2 separate regions of the Mus musculus genome follow, and region 2 is linked to region 1. The links are chromatin contacts, called in public HiChIP or PLAC-seq maps. All regions are on one chromosome and are shown on one strand. Each heading gives the region's core, a stretch centred on a gene start, on an enhancer-like site or on the middle of the called end of the contact. The rest is flanking DNA. Distances are from core to core; before and after follow the strand shown.

Region 1 (5,933 bases), core at 1,751-4,250:
TGAAAGTGTGAAGAAAGATATAAAACTACCACCAATTTAAACAAAATCTTTGGAAGCTATGTTAATTTGATAGAGTTGATAGTAAAGAAAGGAAAATTGCCATGCTTTAAAAAGGCATTACAAAATAATAAGAATTCAAAATAATAAGAATTAATTCTTCATGACTATATATCAATCCTTAATGTGCATTGTGCCTGTAACATACAATATATTGGTAAATTGTATAGCTTGAGCTTTTTGTGGGACTCCAAATAGTGGAAGTGGGTGTGTCTCTGACTCTTTTGCCTGCTTTTGGGACCCTTTTCCTCCTAATAGGTTGTTTTGTCCTGCCCCAATATGGTATTGGTGGGGTCCCCAGTCTTAGTGAAACTTGAGCTACCATGTTTGGCTGATATTCATGGGAGGCCTTGTCTTTTCCGAGGAGAAACAGAGGAGTGGATGAGGGAGACTGGAAGGGGAACAGAGGGAGAGGAAACAGCACTGGAGTTGTAATTTATGTGGAAGGGCAGGGCTGAGAGGAAAGGAGGGAGATGCTGCAATTGAGATGTAAAGTGAATAAAAAATAAACTATTGAAAAAAGGAGAAAAATAAAGAAAAGAAAATAATAAAGCCACTATGAACCTCATAATAAGTAAATAATAGATAAATAAGTAAATCCATTAAGACTATAAGAGATATAGAGACTTGACTTCTCCATCTTAAATAGCCATATCCAACATGCAAAATCAGTAATATATGGTTAAATTCTGTACCATCATCAATCAGTTGGCTATAATTGATATCTACAAGGCAGGCACAGTGACAAAAGCTTGTCATCCCAGCACTTAGAAGGCAGAAGCAGGAAAATCCCAAGCTTAATTCTGGGGTTCACAGTAAGACTATCTCCAAAAAATGATGCCTATAAATTATCTCACCCAACAATATTAGACCATATACTTTTTACCAAAAAATGAGTTTAGCATCTTTAAAATCTCCAGTTGAACATCTTTAAAATCTTCAGTTGAAACAACAGATCACATTCTGAGCCATTAAATACATGTGAACAGATTAAAACAATAGAAATAAGAAAATGAATGCACTCAGACCCCAGTGAAATTGAGTGAATGTCAGAAAGTCCAAAACATCCATAGATTAAACAACAGATTTCTAACAATATATAGAGTACAGAGGAAACCTGAAGAGAATTTTATGAGTACTTTGAAGTAAATGAAAATGTAAATGAAAATTAAGTTGTGAGATGGAGTTAAAAAAAAAGTCTTTGTTCCTCACAGGGCAATTTTAGCAATACATGTGTATATTTGAGAATAATAATGATTTTAAAACAATAATTTAACATTTCACCTTGGGAAACTCAAAAACAGGAAATAGAATTGACTTCAAAGAGAGTTGAAGAAATAAAATAATAAGCATTAATTAATGAAAATTTGAACCGGAAAACTGATAAATCAAAAAGAACAAAAACTAGATCTTTGGTATTTATGTTAGATATGTCTCTTGATACACTGCCTGAAGAACAACAAATGATGATGCTAAGTGCTATAGTAATAAAAGCAAGGATGTCACTGCAGAGTCTGTGGACATCAAAACGACAGTGATGGAGTACTACAAAAACTGTGATATCTTAAAAAGAGTTGACCAATTCCTACCTATAATCTGCCAAAATGCATAAGAAGAAACATACAATCAAATAGAAATAGACAATTTTAAAACTTACTAAAATTGAATAAGTAATCAATACTTTTCCAAGATAGCAGCACGGTCAAATGGGTTCACTTATAAACTGGACCAAGTAATTAAGGAAGAAATTAAAATAATTTTCTCTACTCTCTGTCACAGGTCAGCTTTATCCCAATATTCAAATCAGACAGACATCAACTGAAAATAAAACTATAGACCAATATCTCATATGGACATAGATATAAAACTCTTCAATAAAATATTAGCAAATAGTATAAAAAATTATACACCATAGCCAGTGGATCTATACTAGAACTATAAGCCTGGTTTGCTATTAGAAAATCCATGAATGTAATACATTCCCGCAACAAGCTTAAAAAGAGAGGAAAATGAGTTAGTCATATCAGTCATCAATGGGTACAGAGAAAGTAATTCACTAGCTATGACTCCATTTGCAATAAAAACTTGCAGTATCCTTTGTGTAGGGAGTCTGTTCAACAATATAAATTTGCCCTAAAGTCAACAGTTGGCTTTGGGCTATAATGATACATCAGTGTAGATTCAGCAGTTGTCACAAAGCTCTAGTTTGGAGCATGGTGTTAGTGGTGAGGACTGTGCACATTCAGGGTCAGGGTGCATGTAAGAACTCAGTATTTTCTGTTTGTTAAAAGTCTATTATCTATCTATAAGAAGGGAAAAAGTTAAAACTAATTAGTCCAATGGCACAATTAGATGACAATATTTTCAATTATTTACATTAGAAATTCCAGTTAAACAACTGTGTTTATTCTTCTCATTACACTGGTATTTAAATTGGCAGGAGCATTCTGTTTCAGTCGTAGGAGATACCATTATAAAACCTAGGAAGCTATCTGAACTTGGGCATGGATATGCAATTCAGTCTGAACGGCTTATGGAAGGATTAAAAAGCTGAAAACATCTACTGCTTAGTATCCGTGAAAAAAAGGTACTAATCCATTTTACTGGAACATATCCAGTCATTCATTCCCTAAGTGTTTATTAGAAAAATGCTATGTACTTTGTGGTAAGTACTGGAAACCCATGGTGAAATCTTGACCTCAAGAAACTTGCATCTAGTGAGTGGAGTCATATAGTAACATATGAAGACAGAGAATACCAGCCTTTGGGGTCATCTACCCCTTTCTGAAGAAAGGTTGGGTGTCCAAAGCTGAGGTCCCTTAGTTTGTAGGCACTTTGGAAGGGCTATTATTTTTAGCCAGACAAACTCCTTTACTGTGTGACTTGACAGAGCAGGAAGTGGTTTGACTGTTTTTAGAGGCAGGATCCACATAGTCTCATAGAAAGAACGGCTGGGGCTGGGGTATGACTATAATCTCAGCTCCTGGAAGGTAAAGGCAGACTCTGCAGTGACATCCTTGCTTTTATTACTATAGCACTTAGCATCATCATTTGTTGTTCTTCAGGATCTCAGAAGGTTAAGGCCAGCCTGGGCTATGTAGTGAATTCCAGCCCTTCCTGCAGTTCTCAGCATAACACTGTTTCAGAAACTACAGTGGCATAACAGAAAACATGGAAGGTAAATGGAAGGAAAGAGAAGAAAAGAAATGTAGATAGAGGGTGGACAAAAGAGAATGGGGAAAAAACTTTGCTAAAGGGTTAGTGATGTTGCCTTTGACAAGGAAGGCAAGGGCTATGGCTCTTTTCACCTGACTGCCACTCCCTGATATTGATCTATATATTCCTTTGTTTTGTTTTGTTGTTGCTGCTGCTTTTGATGTTGCTATTGTTGCTGTTGTTTTCCAGAGACAGTGTTTTTCGGTGTAGCCCTGGCTGTCCGGGAACACACTCTGTAGACCAGGATGGCCTCAAACACACAGGGATCAATCTGCTTCTGCCTCCTAAATTTCGGGATTAAAGTTGGGTGCCACCACCACCCAACTTATAAATCCTGTTGAATAGTAATAAAAAAAAAAGTTATCAAGTAGCCATACCACACAGTTCAGTGACACCTTATAACAGGCCAACTGGCCTAGTCAGGGAACCAAGGGATGCTATCTTAACTATCTTATTTAAGTTTCTTAAACTTGAATCTGGAAGATAATTAAGATAGAGCTGGGAAATAAACAAAACAAGCAGTCAACTCTAATAGGGACATCCAAATACACAAAAGGTCTACATCCAAAGGGAGCAAAATGGTTACAAATGCAAACATCAAGTGGCTGGGATGGCCCATACCTGTCCTCTCAGAAGATTGAGACGGGGATGTTATAACTGTAAGGCTGGCTACGAATATGTAATGCGACTCTAGTTTTGGTTTGTTATTAATTAAATATAGTGTGGAGATTAAAGGAGCTCAAGATGAGGCTGAAAAACAAGCATATGTCAGATCATGAAGGGCCTGATAAGCCACATACATTTTTCAGAGAAATTTATGTTCCTTTCATTTTTACCAAAATGCAAATTCCCAGCTTGGATGTGAAAGGCATTAAAATTATAATTTTGTGTACAAGATGAAAATAATTCACTAAATTTGCCCTTTTTTACATAAAATAAAATGTTAAAGTTAAGCTTTAAAAAAAATTGTGTTGCCTCTCCAATACATGGCTGCCATCGTGGACACAAGTCACGTGCAGTTCATCAAGCTGGCTAGGGTAACCACAGTGCTGGGCAGGACAGGTTCGCAGGGACAGGGCACGCAGGTGCCAGTGAGATTTATGGATGACACCAGCAGCTCTATCATCCAAACCGTCAAAGGCCCCTTTCGAGAGGGTGATGTGCTCACCCTATGGAAGTCAGAAAGAGAAGCTCGGTGGTTGCGCTGACCTTGCGGCTGGGCCCTGGATATCCACTACTTACTTGGCCCATGGAATGACCTGCAATTGTTAAATAAAGCATTTGTATTTTTTTTTAAAGAGTTTTGTGTCTATGGTCTGAGCATGGTAAAAGGAAGCTATGTCAGTTTTAACATGAGGATACTCTAGCATTCATCCCAATGAGAACAAATGGAAAGGGGGTGGACATAGATATGAGAGGATTATGGAGTGCTGCAGTAGTCTAGGTGACAGGTGATGGTCCAGTGGTGTCTATGGAGACAGACAGAAAGAAATGGATTCTAATTATTTTTAGCAAGTAAAAGGCTTTAACAAACCACAGTTTGGGGCAAGGGAGAAGAAGAGGTAGATATATAAGGATCCCTAAGTACAACTGTACAGAATGAATGCTAGAACAGGCCTCTGAGACAGGGAAGGAAGCTATTTGCCTCTGAGGGTGCTTGGCGGCATCCCACAGCAGAGGTCAAGTGTGAGCAGCTGAGACATTTGATTTGGAGGCTGGAGAGCACAAATGAGCACATCATGTAATTCAACTGTACATAGTAGGAAAAAAAAGTATAGATGAAATTGGAAATAACTGAGAATTAGGCCTCAGGCTTTGTCATAAAAGAAGTTTCCTGACTCATGGAGTATTTCTCCATTTATGGAATCTAGAAATCTGGAATTCTTTGTTCTCCTTGGTTAGTCAAGATTCTTTTGGCAGTGTCTAAAAACCCACTGTCTCCTATGCAAGTCAGCATCTCATTTGTTGAAGGGGACTGTGCCAGTATGGTTATGTTCACTCTTTACCAACTATCACTAGGAAAATGCTAACATACAATGGGTGGAGATGAAGGAAACACACATTTAACTTGTCAAAATATTGAGCAAAGCAAACATACCAAGCTAGGATTCAAAGTGACTGAGCTGCCAGAGCTCTGTTTGCCAGGAGTGAATAGCCATCCCTCGTTATTTTTCAAGTTGGTTAGTGTCCTACCCAGCCAGCTCTTCTTTGAGAATAGAGCTGTGCTTTAGAGTGTTAGGCTGGCTTCCTCCTCTCTGAGAAACAAATTTAACAAAAAAACCAAAGGGGGGAAAAACAGGGGATCCTCCTTTGTTAGCTCACAAGTTTATGCACTTGGGATGTAAGAGAAACAAGTTAATAATTTGGTTGATTCAGAATGTTGCCCTCTGAATCAAAATGTTACTCAATGATTTGGGGGAAAGTGAGTGTGTTTAGCGTCAGGAGTCTGAGCCTTGTATGACTCACATACTGAATGATTGTGGAACAAACTATACAAATTCCCTCCCTTTACATATCAGCATGCAACCTGTCCTCCCCAAGTCTTGGCTGTTTATGAGAGTCCAATGAGATCAGAGTTCGGAAAGCGTTTTTTAAATGTCAGACATTATCGTGCCAAAACCCAAGCCCTCTTCTGAGAGCTGGCCTGTTGTAATGATAAC
Region 2 (5,933 bases), core at 2,465-4,964, 76 kb after region 1:
TGCAGTGTGCTTTCTGCTTAGGATTGATTTGGTTGTGTAGGCTCTTTTGTTTCTGTTTGGATTTTAGAACAGTTTTTTAATAATTCTGTAAAGAATACATTTTAATTTTGATAGTGATTGCACTGAATCTGGCAGTTGTTTTTGGTAACATCACCATTTTCACAATGTTAATCCTCTCATACATATGATAAAGTCATTCTCAGTTTCTTTTTCTTTTTTATATATTTTCGAGTTTTAATTGTAGAGCTAGAGAGATAGCTCAGCAAGTAAAGGCACATAACACTGAGTCTCAGAAGTTGATTCAATTCTTGGGAGAAGGAAAGAGCCAACTCCTGCAAGTTGTCCTTGACCTCCAAACACCCACAGTGGCAAATGAATGCACACACAAACACACACACACACACACACACGCACACCTGAGTGCAAATATCATAACATTTTAATTGCATTATGTCTTTAAGATATTTTTAGGTTAAAGGTTAGATTTATTCCTAGGTATTTAGTTTTGTACTTGTTTTGCTTCTTTAATTATGTATAAGTATGTGTGTTTCTGTAGAGATAGGTGTATGTGAGTTCATGTACCCTTGATTGCCAGAAGATAGCATTGGATCCCAGGGAACTGGAGTTACAGGTGGCTGTAAGCTGCCCAAACTCCAGTTCTCTGGAAGAGTGATGTGGGTTCTTACCACTGAGAAATCTCTCTAGTCCCCTATTCTTATTTTTGTTATTGTTCAAGGCATTGTTTTATTTCCCTCTCACTATAATCATTATTCATATAGAGAAAAATCTAATTATTATTATATAAGATCTAAGAGTCTTTGGATCTTTCAAGTACAGGGTCATTTGAGAAATAATTTGACTTCTTCCTTTCCTATTATTTTCTTTTGACTTCTTTTTTTTTAAGAAAAATTTATTTTATTTTATTTTATGTATATGTATACAGTGTAGCTGTCTTCAGACACACCAAAAGAGGACATCAGATCACATTATAGATAGTTGTCAGTCACCCTGTGGTTGCTGGGAATTGAACTCAGGACCTCTGGAAGAACAGTCAGTGCTCTTAACTGCTGAGCCATCTTTCCAGCCCCCTGGCTTCTATTTTGTTTGTTTGTTTATTGTTTTGACTAAAAACTCAAGCACTACATTGTGGAGGGACACTTTTGTCTTACTTTTTCATTCATTAATTAATTTATTCATTCAATTTACATCTCAATATCTGCCCCCTTGTCCCAATGCCTCCTCACACAGCTCTTCTCCCCCACTCTCTCCTCCCCTTCTCCTCTGAGAAGGAGGAGACCCCCTTGGGTACTACCCTGCCCTGGTCTGTCTTCTTATTTTAAATGAAATGCTTTCAGTTACATCGCATTGAGTATAGTGTTGGTGCTAAGGTTGTCATAGATAACATTTTATTATGTTTTCATGGTTGGTCTTTATTGTCAGCCTAACTAGAACTGGATCTGGGCATGTCACATTTCTAGAGAGACTTAACTGAGAAGGGAATAGGCATAGGGAATGTGGGTGGCACCCTCAAATGGGCTGGGCTCCCAGACAGAGCCAAAGGAATCAAAGGAAAAAAGCAGACTGAGCACAGCATTCATCATTCTCTGCTTCCTCACCATTGGTATAAAGAGCTGCCTCAGTAAAACGCCACAAGAGCTCTAGCTGCTGTCACTGTCATGCCTTTCCCAACATGGTGGGCTCTATCCCCTCCAAAGCATGAATCAAGATATGCTCCTCTCTTCTTAAGTTTTCTTTTGTCGGGTATTTTGCCATAACAATGAGAAAAGAGAAAATACAGAAAATTGATACCAGGCTGGGAATTATTAATGTTGTAAACTTGAGGCTGCAGTCAATAGGTCTTTGGGATCAGGTCATGAAAGGAATGTGGAAAGTTTAGTGCTTCAGCCTGGAGGAGCCCAAGAATACTGTAGGTAAAGCTTAGTGGATGGAACATCCAATAGACATGGAGACAATAATGTCTGTGCTCATGATATTTCAAAGGGCTGAACTGGGAACAAGGCTAGAGGCCACATGTGTTATATTATGTCAGAGAACCTGCTGAATTCTGTCTATATCCCAAGTTTTTGAATGGAACTGAAATCAGAAGTAGTGAGCTCAACACATCTTACAAATCTCTCTGATATATATATATATATATATATATATATATATATATATATATATATAAAACATTTGTTTGTGAATTCTTTCTGGCTCTTCCAATATTGGAGTCTCATAGGTAGAAAAAGTGGTCAGTTGGAATAGAGTTCTCTTGCATTGTCTATCATTTATGTTGGTGCTGAGCCTGGACTAATCAAGGGTCAAGTGTTCACCACACCTATCTCCTTTAAGAGCGTCATTTTCTTTATATGCTAGTAGCCTCTGCTACCCACACTTAGCTTTCCAGCCTCATAGGCCAACAGGTCCTCCCGTGCTCCAGCCTCTTCACAGTTTATATACCATGCTGTGACTACTTATCGAGCTGAGGGAGTCCCCTGAACACTTTGGAGAGTGGGAGAAGCAAACAGAGGACTGAGATCTATCATGGAGGCTCAGCCTCTGTGCCATCAGAACCCATCCCTCAGTGAGTGCTCAGTGGGAGGAAGGACGCTATGGAAATCAAGTGCTCTACTGGGTCCAAGTTTCAGACTTTTCCATCCTGCTGACAGTGAAGTGCAACAGGCTTCTCCAGAAGTCAAGGTGCCTGCTAACCAGATGCAGGGCTAACCATCTCTGCAGTAATTCTTGAGTGATAGTAGCAGTTCCTTACCCAGAAAGGTGAGCCTACAAACCACCATTTCCTTTACTACAGGAATCTGATGCCAACCTGAGTGGACCAGTATGCTCTCTCTCTCTCTCTCTCTCTCTCTCTCTGATTCATAATACTGTAGTAACTTGGGGTTATTAAAACAAGCCCGTTTTGGTTGTTGCTTTTGTTCCTTTTGTTATGTATTTTTGTTAACAGACTCTAAAATTGAGTCAGAAGGGGGCCTCACAGCAATCCTCATGACGCAGCAATCCTCATGACACACATGCTGGAATTACAGGTGTGGGCCATTACGTCTAATTCCCTGTTCTGGTTCATAAGACTTAACAGTGAGTGCTTTCCAACTTTAATTTCCTGCTTGATTCATAACTCTCCTCCTCCTCCACCCTCCTCCTCCTCCTCCTCCTCCTCTTCCCCCTCTTCCTCCTCCCCCTATTTCCTCTCTGTGCTCCTTGCATCTCACACTTGGTGGCACTTATCCTTCTGGCCTTGGAATCAAAAGACAAAGGAGCCAAACACGGTAAACACTTTCCACTTCTTATCAAATCTGCAGTGGAGCCAGTTACAGAGGAACTCCTAGACATTGGCCATCCCTTGTATTTCTCTAGTGTGCATTCCTCCGATGTAGGTGTGATTCCTGAGGCTAAACAATGTGTGTTTTCTATGTGCTAGGGTAGGAATGGAAAACCTGTAGCTCCCTCTCTCCACCAAGATCCTGACTTTCATATCTTTTGGAGATAAGAAACTCAAGAAAACTTTTGCTCCCTCGTTAGCTGACAATCCCGTCATCCCCTTCATTCTAGGGTTGGCCATCCCTCCAAGTGGTAAATAGCTGTTCTGCAGTACAGCATGCGTGGCAGAGTAACTTGCTTATGGCCTGTAGTGCTTAGGCAGAGTGGCTGAGTGCATGCCTAACTACTGTAGTACTCTGGGACCTCCTTCCTGTGGTCTGCTGAAGTAAGTTCACCACAACTCATGAAAGTAAGTTGTGAACTTGTCAGAAAATACACGAGTGCAATGTCATATTGGTAATTCAAAATTAGCCACTGTGGACATGATTTTACTATGGAGAGACTTCAGTTGCATTGTTAAACATTTGCTGGGGTATCATTGCTTTCCTTTATCAAAGAGAAGGGAGGTGGGGATAAAGATCTTCTGTCTTCCTCGTCGTTTCAATTCTCAATAGGCATGCCCTATGCTCTTTTTAATCCAACTTTTGGTGGCTGGTTGGAGTGGAAGTGAAGGTAAGGCCAGGTGAGTTGAAATGGAATGTCAAGTAGCTCTTGAGACGTGGCTGATTCCAGTAACCAGAGCCATTAGACTGCTTATAATGCCTACCTGCTATTTTAATGTGGCAATATACCATGGGATTTATAATTTCTTTTATTTTGGACATATAGAGTGCTCCAGGCTTTTTAACCATGTTACAAAACACTGTAAAGAACATATTTATATATACTTTGTGTTTGGTGAAATAACTCCGTGTGACACATGAAGGCACATCAGTATGGAGCTTCAGAATGTCACAGAAGTCACTGGAATTTTGGGTCCCTTAGACAAAGGAATGGTCAGAAGAAACAAAGGTTCAAACATAAGAGGCTGGATTTGTGGATTATGCACATTAGTGCTTAACCCTGAGTTAGTGTCACATTAAGAAAAGAAATTAACATTTCCCTTTGTTATCATTTAACCAAGATCAAGATCAGATTTGAATTCCCTAATTCCCGAATTTTCTGTTCTCTATCTGTATCAAGAATGTGACTCTGTGTGTGTTTGCCTGAAAAAGGCTGTGTTATGAATCTGTCTGTCCCTGTCTTCTGTGTGTCTGTATATGTTTGTCTACCTGTTACTGTGTGTATGTGCCCCTCACAAAGGGTTTCACTCTGTATTTATTGAACAACACAAAGAACATCACATAGGAAAGGAATAGTATACTTTACAGAAATCTTTAACAAATGTTGTTACTGTTGTTATATATATATATATATATATATATATATATATATATATATATATATATTAAACAAGGGATTAATTAAGCCCCTGGTTTCAACTGATTCAAGCTGACCCACATAACAAACAGTACTACAAACATCAAGGTTTATCAGCCAATATCCACAAATGAATGCTTCCAATATTTAGGGTAGATTGTAGAAGGTTGTTTTCACTCTCTGCATTTGCTGCTTTCAGCAAATGCTTTATACAAGCATTGTTCTGAGTCAGGGGCATGGAAAACAGCATATTTTAAGGCTGTAGCTATGCATTAACTTAGGTTGTAAAAGTTGCTTACAAAGGAAATCCAAGGTAAGTAAGGTTGGTTGCAACATTGTTCTCTTGAGTTCTGAGTACACAATAGGGTAGCAGTTTTAAGCCTTCAGTGACCTCAAGGTATATTATTAACTCTGGTCATGAGGTCCAGCAAAAATTCCAGTCTCTTAGACTTTAAGAGATATTTCCAGAATATTGCATCGTCATAGCTGGACCAAAGAAAATTCCCAGGATGTAGGTGAAAGGAAAGGCCAGGAAAACAATTGTGTCGTGGGGTAGAGACAGGCAGCTGTATGGCTCTGAAAAAATGCCTACAGGAAAATAAATGGAACCCTCAAATTACCTGAGATATGGTCCACCTTCAGTCTGTCTTAGTGTTACTATGGCTGTGATGAAATACCATAAACAAAGCATCTTGGGGAAGAACAGGTTTATTTCACTTCCATATCACAACTTTACAACAAAAGAAGGTAAGGCAAGAACTCAAACAGGAGCCAGGCAGTGGTGGCGCACGCCTTTAATCCCTGCACTTGGGAAGCAGAGACAGGCAGATTTCTGAGTTCAAGGCCAGCCTGGTCTACAGAGTGAGTTCCAGGATAGCCAGGGCTACACAGAGAAACCCTGTGTTGAAAACCAACAACAAAAAAAAAAAAAAAAAAAAAAAAAACAAACAAACGAAAGAACTCAAACAGGGCAGGAATCTGGAAACAGGAGCTGTTTGGCGGGGAGCAGGGAATTGTCAAAGCCCAGAGAGAAAACAGTGGCTGTGTTAGATTGGTTGTCTAGATATAAACATAGGATTCTCTAATTAAAAAAAAAAAAACGATATTATAATTTTTTTCAATTTCCCCAGTTTCTCTGATGTTAGGTCTCCTTTTCGTTCCTGATTTTGTTAATT

What was found. HiChIP or PLAC-seq counts read pairs in DNA pulled down with a chosen protein or histone mark.
Region 2: a contact with region 1 is called in a BATF HiChIP or PLAC-seq map of CD8 T cells, with 5 read pairs. The contact joins two enhancer-like sites. A contact is called at or near these places in 3 of 39 promoter capture datasets (the 3T3-L1 cell line, hippocampal neurons and stem cell-derived epiblast-like cells), 1 of 15 datasets of contacts at CTCF or cohesin (the G1E-ER4 cell line), 3 of 484 Hi-C or Micro-C datasets (cortical neurons, embryonic fibroblasts and stem cell-derived neural progenitor cells) and 3 of 115 datasets of contacts at active chromatin or transcription factors (CD8 T cells, embryonic stem cells and vascular smooth muscle cells).

The regions. Positions count from the first base shown.
Region 1 is chrX:142,421,056-142,426,988 of GRCm38.p6, forward strand. It overlaps the pseudogene Gm15031. Among named protein-coding and RNA genes, the nearest start is that of Acsl4, 33 kb to the left of the region's middle. Within about 2 kb of position 3,001, at least 14 of the 459 cell types and tissues checked have an H3K27ac peak or open chromatin away from gene starts, as enhancers often do. A contact at or near this core is called in CD8 T cells, where this site is marked.
Region 2 is chrX:142,496,152-142,502,084 of GRCm38.p6, forward strand. No RefSeq gene overlaps it. Among named protein-coding and RNA genes, the nearest start is that of Gm25915, 14 kb to the left of the region's middle. Within about 2 kb of position 3,715, at least 5 of the 459 cell types and tissues checked have an H3K27ac peak or open chromatin away from gene starts, as enhancers often do. A contact at or near this core is called in CD8 T cells, where this site is marked.